Linked DNA regions of Hordeum vulgare: all the other regions are linked to region 3. A link is a contact called in public Hi-C data. All regions are on one chromosome and are shown on one strand. The core of a region is the stretch at or near the end of the contact, and the rest is flanking DNA. Distances in the headings are between cores, read along the strand shown. Region 1 has its middle 55 kb from the start of LOC123412860. Region 2 holds the start of LOC123412860 (myb-related protein Zm38-like). Region 3 holds the start of LOC123407919 (probable L-ascorbate peroxidase 4, peroxisomal).

Evidence for each region. A called contact is a pair of places that touch in the nucleus more often than the background predicts.
Region 1: a Hi-C map of leaf shows a contact between it and region 3, with 6 times the contacts expected there. The contact joins the enhancer-like site here to the promoter of LOC123407919 in region 3. A contact is called at or near these places in 2 of 6 Hi-C or Micro-C datasets (leaf and seedling).
Region 2: a Hi-C map of seedling shows a contact between it and region 3, with 4 times the contacts expected there. The contact joins the promoter of LOC123412860 here to the promoter of LOC123407919 in region 3. A contact is called at or near these places in 3 of 6 Hi-C or Micro-C datasets (leaf and seedling) and 1 of 1 datasets of contacts at active chromatin or transcription factors (embryo).

Annotation. Positions count from the first base shown.
Region 1 is chr7H:237,853,665-237,858,293 of MorexV3_pseudomolecules_assembly, reverse strand. No RefSeq gene overlaps it. Among protein-coding and RNA genes, the nearest start is that of LOC123412860, 55 kb to the left of the region's middle. Within about 2 kb of position 2,618, at least 2 of the 3 cell types and tissues checked have open chromatin away from gene starts, as enhancers often do. A contact at or near this core is called in leaf, where this site is marked.
Region 2 is chr7H:237,907,552-237,911,969 of MorexV3_pseudomolecules_assembly, reverse strand. LOC123412860 (myb-related protein Zm38-like) reads left to right here and starts at 1,432. Exons shown (of 1, transcript XM_045105805.1): 1 at 1,432-2,723. The coding sequence starts at 1,747. The coding sequence ends at 2,463.
Region 3 is chr7H:238,074,540-238,079,448 of MorexV3_pseudomolecules_assembly, reverse strand. LOC123407919 (probable L-ascorbate peroxidase 4, peroxisomal) reads left to right here and starts at 2,530. Exons shown (of 9, transcript XM_045101161.1): 1 at 2,530-2,805; 2 at 3,575-3,699; 3 at 4,195-4,244; 4 at 4,401-4,466; 5 at 4,546-4,594. The coding sequence starts at 2,693.

The DNA of each region.
Region 1 (4,629 bases), core at 1,369-3,868, 220 kb after region 3:
GACGACTCGAATCTTGCGGTACAACTCGTATGAAACGTATGCATCTTTTTCTGCATACTCAATGTTGATACGATCAAGTGGGGCCTTCTCCCAAAGTTTGTGCTGAGACTTTGGGAAATTGGTCTTCATATCACCATATTCCTCGTCGATCAAGGCAACTGCCATATGAGCCATCGAAGTCCTGACATGTCGAAGCCTGAATACCGTTTGGAGATCAATGAGGCAACCAGTTGGTATCTCAATACCGAAGCTGTACCTCATCTTCAGCTTGTCGTTCGTTATGTCAACGGTAGCAAAGTGATGCCGCTGCGAAGGAAGTCCATGAGTTCTGGACAATGCTTGTCACTACTGCAACAGAAACAAATTAAAATGGAACAAATGTTACATACTGCTGCAATAAGGAAACATGTTTCACTACAACTAAAGAGAAATTTATCTTTAGGATTCAAATAGGACATATGCAATGGAACCTAGAGAGATCACTATAGCTATCCAATGGAACCTAGAGAGATCACTAGCTATATGCAATTTTCATGACTATGACATATCATATTGCTATCCAATGGAACCTAGAGAGATCACTAGCTATATGCAATTTTCATAACCTTGGATCAAAGAACACCACATAAAATTGTATCACTACAACTATGATTTCAATGGAACATATTGAACCAATCAGATTTTTCAGATTGTGGAACACTATTCCAATCAGATTGTGTTCCCTTCAACTAATCAAAATTGTTTCACTACAACTATTTGAAGCGAACCAACTATGATTCCAATGGAACATATTAAACACTAGTTGATTCTAATACGATTTTTCAGATTATGGAACACTATTCCAATCAGATTGTGTTCCCCTTCAACTAATCAAAATTGTTTCACTACAACTATTTGAAGGGAACCAACTATGATTGAAACAAATAAACTTACAATGTCATTACCTTGGATCAAAGAAAGCCTCAAAACTTACCTCGCCCATTGGAAGATCAAGACATGGTGTGTGAAGCATAGTTGGATGACGGCAACACCGCGTTGATCGGCCGTGTACTCCAGATCAAGCCCCAAGAACTTCTCATGATCCATTGCGGCGTCAAGCCATCGTTCCTTCAACTGTTCAAGAAAATACGCCATCTCCCTGCTCTCGTTCGTGTACACGACATCGAGCATGGTCTTGCCATGTGCGAGCACCTATCCAAAGCGAGTTGGCATGGTGGAAGAAGAGAAGGGAAGAAGAGAGGAGAAGAACAGAGAGCGAGAGCGAGAGAGAAGAAGAAACAGAGAAATGGCGAATCTGCTTCGGTTCGTGCTTTTCATCGCCCGAAACGACGCGGGATGCAAACCGTTTGGGCCTTTAGTCCCGGGTTGAGCCACCAACCGGGACTAAAGAGGTATACCAATGGTTGCCACGACTACGGCAAGCCACGTGTTAGGCCTTTAGTCCCGGGTTGAGCCACTAACCGGGACTAAAGGGGGATACGAACGGTTGCCACCACCACTGCCCACCGCGTAGCCCTTTAGTCCCGGTTTGGGACACGAACCGGCACTAAAGGCTCCTTACGGGCCGGGACTAAAGCCTCGAGGGAGGCATTGAGAATTGGGGCGACGTGGCCGGGCCTTTAGTCCCGGCCCAGAGGCAGGCCGGGACTAAAGGGTCCCTGCCAAAGGCCCGTTTTCCACTAGTGTGGGCAAACAACTATTTCTGCCAACTGTGCCTGAGAAACCTTGAGTCATCAGTGCAATTGTTCTGGCAATGCCCGATAGCATTAGCAGTGTGGTCGCAGGTGGCAGTGTATGTCGGTTGCAGTTCCCTCCACCCAACCAATTGGTCCTGCAGTAGCGAGTCAGCACCTATCATATCCAAAATGATAAGCAATGCACCGGCAGAGCACAACAAGGCAATCAAAACTATGGTCATCATAATCCTTGCTGCGATCTGAAAGGAGAAAAACGAATGCACTTTCAGAAACAAGAAGGGGCAAGCCCAAGACATCAAGGAGGAAATCAACGGAACCCTTAGACTGTGGCGCGACGCGGGCGCAATACATCTAGAGCACCCTTTTGGGGAACCACCATGAGAGTCTACTAGCTACCTCATCCCTCTTTTTTTGTATGTTCTTCCTCTTACATCCTTGATTCATTGATCACCCCCACCCTTTGTTGTATTGCTTCTCCATGTGCTTCCTGCTATTTTAATACAAGCCGACCATCGCCGGATCTTTAAGAAAAAAATGGCCGGCATGGAGGGTAACATGGAAAAAAAGTACAGCTTCTTGTCAGTGCAACAACGCACACCCCATGCACTTTAAAAATTGCATAATGCGACTCATCTTATGGTCCTTGTAGCCCGCTGAATTTTATAAACAGAAACGGTTATATATTGTTTATTCGCATGAATCAAGTTTCTACACCAAAACTCTTGTTCTTGATGCGTGTATAGACTATAGACCAGGATAGTGAAGTGTCACAACCCACAATCAAAGAGAGATCCATGGTTTTTCAAGATGAGGGTAGAAGACAAGAGGTCGTTTTCCATCATCTTGCAAGTGATCACCAAAGCTATCTATATAGTACATGCACACATCAGTCTGAATCGCCAGTTTTCCGGGTGATACGTTTGGTAGGCAGCAGGAGCTTCCACGCTCTTCCGGCTTGCTTCTTTCATTCATGTTTAATCTTCCTGCCCTTGGATTGCTGTTACTTTCACGACGCTGCTGCTGCTCAAATTACTCACAACGTCGCTGTGCGCTGTGGTGCGGAGGATACGTCTACGCATATGAGATTATCTTTCTTAAAACATCCTCAAGTGAGGTAACTGACAAGGTGTTAAAATCCGATAGGACAGGGGAGCAGCACCCACTCATGTAGTTCCTCTGTTTCTAAATATAAGTCTTTTAAAAGATTTCACTAGAGGTCTACATACGAAGTAAAATAAATGAATCTAGACTCTAAAATATGTCTAATATACATTCGTATGTAGTCTATTAGTGAAATTTCTAAAAAATACTTATATTTAGGAACGGACGGAGTAGTACTTGCGGTCAAAATCTGTCATGGGGAGCTCAAGTGCTGCTATGACATCAGCTACCGAGCCAACGCTGCTAATTAATATTGATAATTAAGTGGAGGTGGAGCCATTATCAGATCGGCGACGGTAGATGGAGTAGGACCGATCGGATGGACCACACACGCTGCTGTTGGGAGTTCCCAAAATCCAGCAGCGTTCACATGGGACAATGACATTCTTCCAGTGCTGTCACTGTAGTTCCGATCCAGCACGCCTGGAGTAGCTAGCTCTTAAAAGAGCGGTGAGTGAAGCATGGATGTACTTGGCCATATCATTTCTCCTCTCCTCTCGATAAATACGTGGTCATTGTATTTGAATTCAAATTGTGAGGAAATGTAATCAAACTCTGTTTTTCATTGATGAATGAACATATATATACGTGGAACAGTCGCTTTCAAAGAATGCGACGGTACGACGAGGCGGTTCCTGGAGGCGTCGCTCCAGGAACGAAGTGTTGGTTCGGTCGTCGAGATGCCCACGTGCAGTTACAAGTAGAGATTAAGTTAACTAATTACATTAACTAATTAAACTCTAACACTCCCCCTAATCTATACTTGTCCTTGAGTATGTTCATCATCTTGAAATAGTCTCCTCCAAAAACCCTATGGAAAAAATATGAGGAGTAGTATAGTATATGCTGCTAAAACTCCTTCAAACCCTGTGGGAAAATAAGGGGAAAATGATACAACATATAATGATTATTGCCTCTGTTAATTCTATATGAAATGTATCCATAAAATTAGAGGACAAAAATACCTCGTATATACTTTTCCTAAAAACCCCGATGGGGAAAAACGGACAGTATGACATATGATCTTATGTTGATATTGTCTCATTAAAAACCTTGATGAGAACTATGGAAGTACACTCATAAAGGGAAAAAGAGTGCAATATAATGTTTAAACGGGTTATTTTTCAGAGAGAGAAACTCCCCCTGATCTTTGCAAATCCCGAAGTCTTCGCATACCTATCCCATGAACATATTTTTCAAATGTTGAAGCTGGGAGTGATTTTGTAAATAGGTCAGTGAGATTATCGCACGATTTAACTTGCAAAATATTTATTTTCCCTTTCTTCTGTAATTGATGGGGAAAAAATAATTTAGGAGAAATATGCTTAGTGATATTGCTCTTTATGTAACCCGTTTGCATTTGAGCAACACAAGCAGCATTATCTTCATAGATAACGGTTGGAGATTTGATAAGACCTTTACCACATGATTTTTGTATGTGGTTTATCATTCTGCGAAGCCATACACATTCACGTGACGCTTCATATAATGCGATTATTTCAGAATGATTGGTGGATGTAGCCACTAGGGTCTGCTTGGAAGATTTCCATGATATGACTGTCCCACCATGTAGGAACACGAAACCGGTTTGTGATCTGGCATTATGGGGGTCAGATAAGTAGCCAGCATCTGTATACCCAATCAAATCAATGTCCAAATTTCTTTGAAATTGAAAGAATAGGCCAAGATCCTTTGTGCCTTGGAGATATCGAAAGATATTCTTAACTCCGATCCAATGGCGTTTAGTGGGAGCTGCGCTATGTCTAGCTAA
Region 2 (4,418 bases), core at 183-2,682, 170 kb after region 3:
TTGAAGTGTATGCCATACATGCATCATATCGGCCACTGACATTCTAGTGTGTGTAGGTGCCACTGACATGTCGGCCACGGGGCCCACCTGTCATGTACTAGGGGTCCTAATGAGTATGACCAGTGGGCCCCCTGTTAATTGTGTGTGTTGTTTATTTTAATTGTTTTTGATCTATTTTTCATATCTGGAATACTCCAGAAGAGGAATATGCCAAATCTGTCATGTGCAAACTGAACCTCTGATTTTGGTATATAGTGTTTATGATTCTGGGTAGATTTCCTTTTGAGTTTTGTGTTGATTTTATGCATGCAAGTATAGCAGTATGATATATAGATTTGGGGTAAAAAAAACCCAAGGAATTCAATAGTGACACTGGATTTCACTTTTGAGTAGTTCTGCAAAAGTGCGATTTTGTGATGAGGTGGTACTTTGTCATTTGAGTAGGATTATTTCTGTGCGTGCATTGAAGTGTATGCCATACATGCATCATATCGTTTGTTGCATTATCACTTGCTGGTGTTTATTGGGTGATTGTTTCTTTGGGTAGCAACGGGTGTGGGAAACGAGTTTGAGGAGTCTGTAATTTAGCATGTGCCGAGTGTAAGCCAAATCTTATTACTCTTGCATCTATTATATACTGCAATATTTATCCTGCTTGCGAAATTCTTAGATGCGACTATTTCCTCTTTTGAGGCCTCGCCTTAAATAAGAAAAGTGTCGCATCTTAGTCGTTACAGGAGTAATAAACTGGAGAATAGAGGAAACAATTTTAGTTCCTTGCTATTTGGATATTTCACACCTCTTTTAATGTAAAGGTGTTTATATGAGATGTTAAGCACATTGAAAATTTTAGCAACTAAAATCTTCAATGCAATGATGTTTAACTTGTTATTGCTAAGCATCCTTCATTTGATGGTTTTGCAACTAAAGTTCTTCATGCTTTGATGGGTTTCTTTCATTTAAGTGTCTTGACTAGCTTCACACGCTTAGGATTGTTACCTCCTCCTTCATCATACTCATCTCTCTCTCTTAATTAACTTGCTATATTAGATTTTTTGTCTACTTCCTTCATCACGGTCCGAAAGACGTGTTTCGAAAATCTCTAAAATCAAGGTATTCGTTGACTGACAATCTTAACACCTGTACCAGGTACTCGTACGTGTTGAAAGGGGCCTCGTTACACGGTGGCGGGAAAATCAAGAGCGAGCTGCACGCAAATTCGGTTCGTGCATGTAGGCAAAGTAGGCAGGTCATACCTCATACGTATCACCGCCCGGCCGCCCCATGTGTCAGCACCGCACAGGCCGACGCCACCGTTCACCGTTGCGCACTCTCTAGCAGCCTACCTATACGAGTACAGATAGATGCAGCAACAGGCGCTTTCGCTTTGTACCTACCTCCGTCGTTGCCTTCCCCTTCCCTGCCTGCATGTTCGCTCGGGTCGCGCGCGCCGAGAAAAATCCCCGCACGCTCGACGAGGCCCGGTCGTGGCATGCCGTCACCCTAACCACCTCGACTCTCCTTCCACCAAACCAACCAACTCATCATCATCATCATCATCATCATCCCCTCGCTCTCTCTCCCGCGCGCGCGCCTACCTCCCCAAGAGAGCAGAGCAGAGGAGCCGCCTATATAAATCCGCCCGCCCTTTCCTCCCCCCCAATCTAGCACGCACACGCCACACGTGAGGGAGCCAAGCAAGGCGGATAGACGTACACACAACCATCAAGATCGGAGCGAGCGGCCATGGGGCGGTCGCCGTGCTGCGAGAAGGCGCACACGAACAAGGGCGCGTGGACGAGGGAGGAGGACGAGCGGCTGGTGGCCCACGTCCGGGCGCACGGGGAGGGGTGCTGGCGCTCGCTGCCCAGCGCCGCCGGCCTGCTGCGCTGCGGCAAGAGCTGCCGCCTCAGGTGGATCAACTACCTCCGCCCCGACCTCAAGCGCGGCAACTTCAGCCGCGACGAGGACGAGCTCATCGTCAAGCTCCACAGCCTCCTCGGCAACAAGTGGTCGCTCATCGCCGCGCGCCTGCCGGGGAGGACGGACAACGAGATCAAGAACTACTGGAACACGCACATCCGGAGGAAGCTGCTCGGCAGGGGGATCGACCCCGTCACGCACCGCCCCGTCACCGACGCCGCCGGCACCACCGTCTCCTTTGTCCACCCAGAGCCGCCCAAGGCGGAGCCGGTGACGGAGGAGAGCAAGCCGCCCAGGTGCCCGGACCTCAACCTGGACCTCTGCATCAGCCTGCCGTTCCAAGAGGTTGAGGAACGGCCGCCGGCGAGAGCATGCGCGAAGCCGGTCAAGATGGAGCAGCTGCAGGGCGGCGGCGGCGGCCTCTGCTTCCGCTGCAGCATCCTACGAGTGAGAGGAGCGGCGACGGAGTGCAGCTGCAGCAGCAACTTCCTGGGCCTAAGGGCCGGCATGCTCGACTTCAGAAGCCTCGAGATGAAATAGAAATTTGGGAATAATTATTCCATCAAACTTTCTGCTGTAAATTGTTGCTCCCTCCCTCCTACCAAGTTTTTATTTAGCTTTTAGGAAAAGATATACTACTCCTACTCCTATTAGAAGGTGAGGAGGAGACTGGTATTATTAGGTGATAGAGGATTTGTAGCGAGATCCTCTCTGCCCTCCTCGCTCTGCTCAGTTTCATGTAAATTATTACTGCTCCACTGATGAAATGGAATGGAATGAAATAATACAGTACTGTCTAACAGTGGTAGATACTAAATTCAGTGCGGTTTCCCATGTTGTCATGTCTCTCGAAACATCTCTCTCAAACATCCTGATAAGAGAAGTGGCAAATGAAACACTTTCCCAAGTAAGAATATGACAACTGAGTACTACTATACTACTTATCGTTAGTTAGTACAAAATAAGTGTCGTTGTGGTTTTAGCTGCCCTCCTTCCTCGTGGGATTCCTCAGTTTCAAGATGTTCTTGTGTACTTGGGTTATGGAGGGTCCGTTGTGCTGGTGGTGCAGATTGGTTGGAGAGGCTAGGGCTGCCTTGCCCTGTTGTGTTTCGGGTAGGGCGGCAGCAAGTTGAAATGCTGCCCGCCCGCCCGCTGCAAAGGAAAAGCAGCGGCCCTCCCCGGTTTGGTTGTTGCTGGATTGGATCGGATTGGTTTTGAGTTGAGTTGGAGGCGTCGCTTTGTGTTGTGTTGGTGCACTCCTGTCCTCGCTAGATTTTATTGGAGCCACTTTTGTGTTGCTTCGATGTCCGGACCGGTCTGAAGAGACAAACCAAAAGGCTGAAATTTTCCTTATTTTTCTTTTTTACCAACGAAAATGAACCTGTTTTTCTACTAGTACAATGACCGTGTATTGCTACGAAACTATAAAATACTCGAGTTGGGTCACTGATTTAGAAAATTGTTAAAATACAGTGGTGCCATGAGAAATTTGCTCACATTTCACTATTAGAAAGATAAAAAATATCACAAAATATCATAGGTCAGGCATTGAAGAATCTTAAATGACTATGATCCTTTACAAACACAACATTTTAAATGTTGAAACATATGAGAATAGACAATGGTACTGCACAAGGTCGTGGATCAGGTAGGAGGATAAGGTCTATCATCGTTTTCGAATTACAATATGTTCACTCTCTTTTTCTGTGATATATAACTGAAATAACTTGGTTGGAAAAGAAAAAGACAAGAGCATTATATTAAGTTGGAGTCGCATTTCTGCATTTGTTATTTGTGTCCAAGTGTTAGTCTCACATGAATAGTAATGTATTGTTTATTTGTCTTTGGTCCGACATGTGAGCACAAATATATTTGTTTATTTATGTTCATGGAAGAGGGCTATTCTCAATATGGGTAGTGGTGCATTTGTTTATTGATGAAGATTGTTGGTCCTACATGTGAACTCACTACCAACTTCAACCTTTATACGTAGGAAAGATATGAACAACGAGGAATGGGCCGATTTCTTATAGCATCTAGAGCCGGACTAATCAAATCCGATGTCCTACGTCCGCGAACGCACTAAACCATCCCTTATATCTTCCTGCATCTATATATCTTAAATCTGAGGATCGACTCGTTTGGTACAAAGGACTCAGGCCCCCGCGTCATCCTTCCTGGGCGACTCGGGCAAAGGTGAATCCACGCCCTTTCGAGGCCTCCCCCGTGCTACCCCTCACCTCACCGCCTTCCCATCGTCTTCGTCGAGCAAAGCTCGTGTGGATCTAGCGGCGGCGTGGCGTTGGCGTCCCCGGGTGGCTGACGTCGAGTTAGGGGATCTTGCGGCGGCTGATGGTGATGTGCTCCTCCGAGCAGGTCGCAGGTGCCTCGGGATGGCAGGAGGACGGTGGTGGTTGTGCGTGTGTTGTAGCCCGTGGTCGTGTTAATCCCTCCGATCTGGATCCGGATCTGGTTGGGTTGGTGCTTGGCCATGG
Region 3 (4,909 bases), core at 1,281-3,780:
ACCTTGTTTGAATGCGTAATGTAAACTTTGATATTATTTATGACATGGCAGTTGAATCCCTAATTGTCATTCTATTATTATGTATGTGCTATGTTACCGTGCTTGCGAAACGCTTAGATGCGCTTCTTTCCTCTTTGGGGCCTCGTTCCCCTAAACCGGAAAGGATCGCATCTTAGTCGTTACACCCGCTTACGCTGCCTTCGGCGCTTTGATGGCTCCTCCCCAGACTTATCACCGTTTTGTTTGGGGGTATGATCTCCATTGTCGTCGGGTGTGTCCACCATGTAGACGTCGTAGGTGGAGGTGGGAGCCCACCACCCGGTATTTACAGGGGCGGGGTCATCGGCCTCATCATCCATGTCTTCAACCTCCTTGGAGGCGTAATCCAACATGTCTGCTAAGTCTTTGATGGTGGCTACCACGTGGGTGGTGGGTGGGCTGTAAAAGTCCTCATATTCCGCATCCAGACCGATCCGAGTATAGGTTAAGCTCAGGTTGTCCACGATTTTCAACGACTGGATCCGGTCGAGCGTCTCCTTTAACATCGAGAGGCTGCCCTAATCGATCTCTTGACGACTTTCGGAGTTGACCTCTGTGGCTTCCATGAGGGATGCGTATTCGACAAAAGCCGTTTGTTGTTGCTCGGGCACTGAGGTCGGGTTCAGGCTCGAAGCCAACTCTCCGACAAAGAGGGGACCGACGGCATGGTCGAGCAAGAGAGCCGAAGTCAAGGCTTCGGGATTTTGGAGCTCATCGGACGAAACCATGATCTTAGCGGGGAAAAGATCGCCCCGGAAGTCGGTGAAGAATTCGAGATTCCCAAACCTTATCTCCTGACCGAGGACGAAGCCTCCTACCCGAGGTGGCCGGTTAGGTCGATGCGTAGCGTGAAGCTGCCGAACGCGAGAACCTGCCTGGGAACAAAGATGTCCCTGTTGCTGATTTGATCGTTGATGATTAAACGAGCTATCAATCCATGTGGTTATCTCACAACGGAACTCTCAAAGAAAGCACCAATGTCGGTGTCAAAATCGGTGGATCTCGGGTAGGGGGTCTCGAGCTGTGGACCTTGAATCGATGGGTTACAGGGGACGGAGGAGACAATGTTTACCCAGGTTCGAGCCCTCTTGAGGAGGTAAAACCCTACATCCTGCTTGATTATATTGATGTGGATGAGAATTATAGAGTTGATCTACCTCGAGATCGTCTAAGCTAAAACCCTAGATGAGTCAACCTGCTTATACGAATGAAACCCTCTGATTTATATAGACACCAGGGGTTTCTAGGGTTACATACAACCGACCTCCAGCCGGGGACAGATGCGCCGATCTAGCCTACTTATCTTGGATGACACATCAGTCTTTGGAGATTTCCTTCCTGAATATGAGGTCGTCACACATTCCAGTCTTCAACAACAAGGCCCATTAGGTCGGTCTGTAAGAGATGGGCCGACCGTCCGAGGACCCCTTAGTTCCGAACTCCCTGAGTTGGTGCCTCCAAGGGTCCAATTGATTTGACTTGGTTCTCGTACTTGGTGTTTCCTTCTATGTGATGATTTTCTATTATATTTGGGTTCATTTATCATGAAAACACATTAAACAAATGAATTCACAAATACATGCAGTCATTAGTTGCTAGTGGCAGCATCGTAATTATACTCTCAAATATTCTGTAATTATTTGGTTTAAACAATGGTGTAGTGAGTGCAAAATATTACTCATCACATGACACCGCTAAAATGAGACATGACGACGAGAAGCCTATTTCGATCGCACCACCGCATTGAAGCCACCTTGGCGAGATCTTTAAGCATGATCCCAATGCTAGCCAACTCCATCTCCTCTCCAATCAACAGACTGCCGCCTTGCCTCTCCTCTACTCCCCGCACAACCGTCGGTATCCAATCCAATCGTACGCCGACGCGATGGGTAGTTCACACACTAGCGCATGATTCTCGGCGTTGAGGGGGGAGGGGGTTCTCTCTACGGACTTGGCACCGCCGCAAACGGTCTCTGAGTCGTTATCCTCCACGACGTCGTCGACGAATGATGATGTCCTGCTCTACTAGGATGACGAGGAGCAGCATTAACCGCCCCCTCCTTGCCGAGTCCGCGCAACAGACAAGGAGTTCTAGCGATAGCTGGAGGTCTTGCTCGAGCAGTTGCTCCACCTTTGTCGTCGCCCTCGCCATCTTGTTGTCGCATCAAGAGAAGATGTCCAATTTGCGGGACACCATTAAAAATGTCCTTAAGATACGTTGTAGTCTTGTATATGAGATATGTTATACTCCATCCGTTCCAAAATAAATGATGTAAATTTAATAATATTAAGCTAATATAGCTTTTATATTAAAGCAACGATACTTATTTTTTGATAGAAAAGTACAAGGTGGGAATTTGGCCGAGAAAAGCCTAAAAAATCGGCTGATAGTTAGCACAACGGAACAACTGACAGTTTGACGGCGGGGCCCACACGACATCAGCAGTGTACACATGTAGCGTGGATCCAAGTAAAACCAAGACGGCGGAACACGACTCGACGGCGCGGAGCAGCCAATCGCTGGCTTCGCGTTATCTCGTCGCCTCCGCCCCATTCACACTCCAGCCGCTGCTGCCCCTTTCTCCTCTTAGCCCAAACGCTCCTCGCCTCGCTCCCCGCCCCGCCGATCTCTTCTCTTCTAGGGTCGTCCGCGATGGCGGCTCCGGTGGTGGACGCCGAGTACCTGCGCCAGGTCGACAGGGCGCGCCGCGCCCTCCGTGCCCTCATCGCCTCCAAGGGATGCGCCCCCATCATGCTCCGCCTCGCGTACGTACGCCCAGCCCCTGTCTCCTGCTCCTACTCCTACTCCATACTGCTGCTTGCGTGTGCTCGTCTGCTCCTGGTTCACGCCGCCTGACAGCTCTCGAGGCCTGCGATTTAAACTAATGGGTTTGGTTTATTACTGCCGCGGCCCGCAGATATCAAGCCTCGCTGGCCTGACATGGAGTGTTCAATGTTTCTCGTATCGGTTTTGGGCAAGTCAATTTGACAAACACCTTACGTGCATGGTTTTGGAGATTCGAGCGATTACGAATTTCGGCTGTATGGCTACGATTATTTTCTAACGAGGAGGATATGGTATTTAGTTCACATACTGTATAGTGTTGTACAGTGGCATGAGAAGTTGAGAGCTGCCCCACATGCCAAATGTTTGCAGAATCGCTTACCCTTCTCGCACTTCGATCTCTTGAACTTTTCTTTACACGTGGTGTTTAAGGGAGATGGGTGCTATTATATGCACTTTGGAAGAAATATGTGATGTATTAATAGGATCAGCTGCCCATGCACACTGGGAATGCAAGGGATACAAACTTTGGCATCATCTGAAGTTCTGAACATGTAGATTTATTTTTTGATGTGTTGCAGGAATCCAGGTATACACTGCTTCCTCTGTATTGTATAGATCTAATAAGTAACATCCATAAAACTAAATCTGCCTTCCAGTTTTTTTGCCTGTGTGGTTACGGTTTGTGTGTCTCCTGGAGTCATATGCTTTTCCATTGGGAAGACTCAGTTTCTCCGGTCTCCCTTGCAGATGGCATGATGCTGGCACCTATGATGTGAACACAAGAACTGGTGGTGCAAATGGTTCAATTAGATACGAGGAAGAGTACACCCATGGTTCAAATGCTGGCTTAAAAATTGCTATTGATCTCCTTGGTATGTATTATTTACCCAATACCCAATATACTAGTAGATGGCTTTGTAAAAATATTCATTTTCTTATACGAGGGCCCTTTAAGCTAAGGAAATATGTTTTGGGCATTCTCCTTAGTTTCTCATAATCTAAAGTTCTGTTTCTATTGCTGTACGCCATGCAATGGCTTAAGGACAAGATTGCAACTGATTTTCCTTTGGCAAGTTGAACAATTTAGGATGATTGCACACGGAATTTAACAGTACCCTAGTTGGTCTGTTGTAAACTATTGCATACTTATGTATTCTGCTTTATTCACATCACTGCATGTACAAGTGAGAGAATTCTTAGAGGCTTCCATTTTATCTTCTGAGAGGGTCTTGACAGAATTGCAACTTTGGTACTAATAAAACTGTGCAAAATCGCACGACTAACTAATTTCAGAATTGTTGGTTTATTGTTGTCGTTCCTTTCTTCACTGCTGAAATAAGTGAAATTGAACTGTCTTTTGTTGCCAGAGCCTATTAAAGCGAAGCATCCAAAGATTACATATGCAGACCTTCATCAGGTAATTGACAATTTGGTTGAGTCGGCTCGTCTAAATTAAGCGAGCACTGACAGCTAAAACATCTATACTCTTCCACATATGTGAGCTGATGCTCCCTATTGAGTACAGCAAATATGTGAATTCTATAGCGATTTACTAACTACATCTTACTTCCAGCTTGCCGGAGTAGTTGCAGTTGAAGTCACCGGGGGTCCAACCGTTGAGTTCATCCCTGGAAGACGTGTATGTGAAATATCATTTCTTCAGAAATGGATGCATTGTTCCTGATGCTTATATATTAACTGCTTTGGACCTGAATCAGGATTCGTCAGTTTGTCCCCGTGAAGGACGCCTTCCTGATGCTAAGAAAGGTAACTATTGCTTCTATTGTCTCTACCTGTCAATATTTTCCTGCTATCTCAGCAATTGATCAAAATGTGATCTGAGAAGTTACTATGGCCAATGGGCTAGCATATCAAATGTAGTCACATCGATTATTTTCTGCACCAGTCTGCTCAGTCATACTTCATACTCTTGCCATTTGATACTTTTTACAGTGTGAGATGGGATTTCAGGCATTTCTAGCAGTACAGTTTTCTGGCTGTACTCCACCAACCTCCTCATGTACAGTTTTTACATGCATTTTTCTTGAGGAATTGGAGGCTAGACTACTCTTACCTTCATGT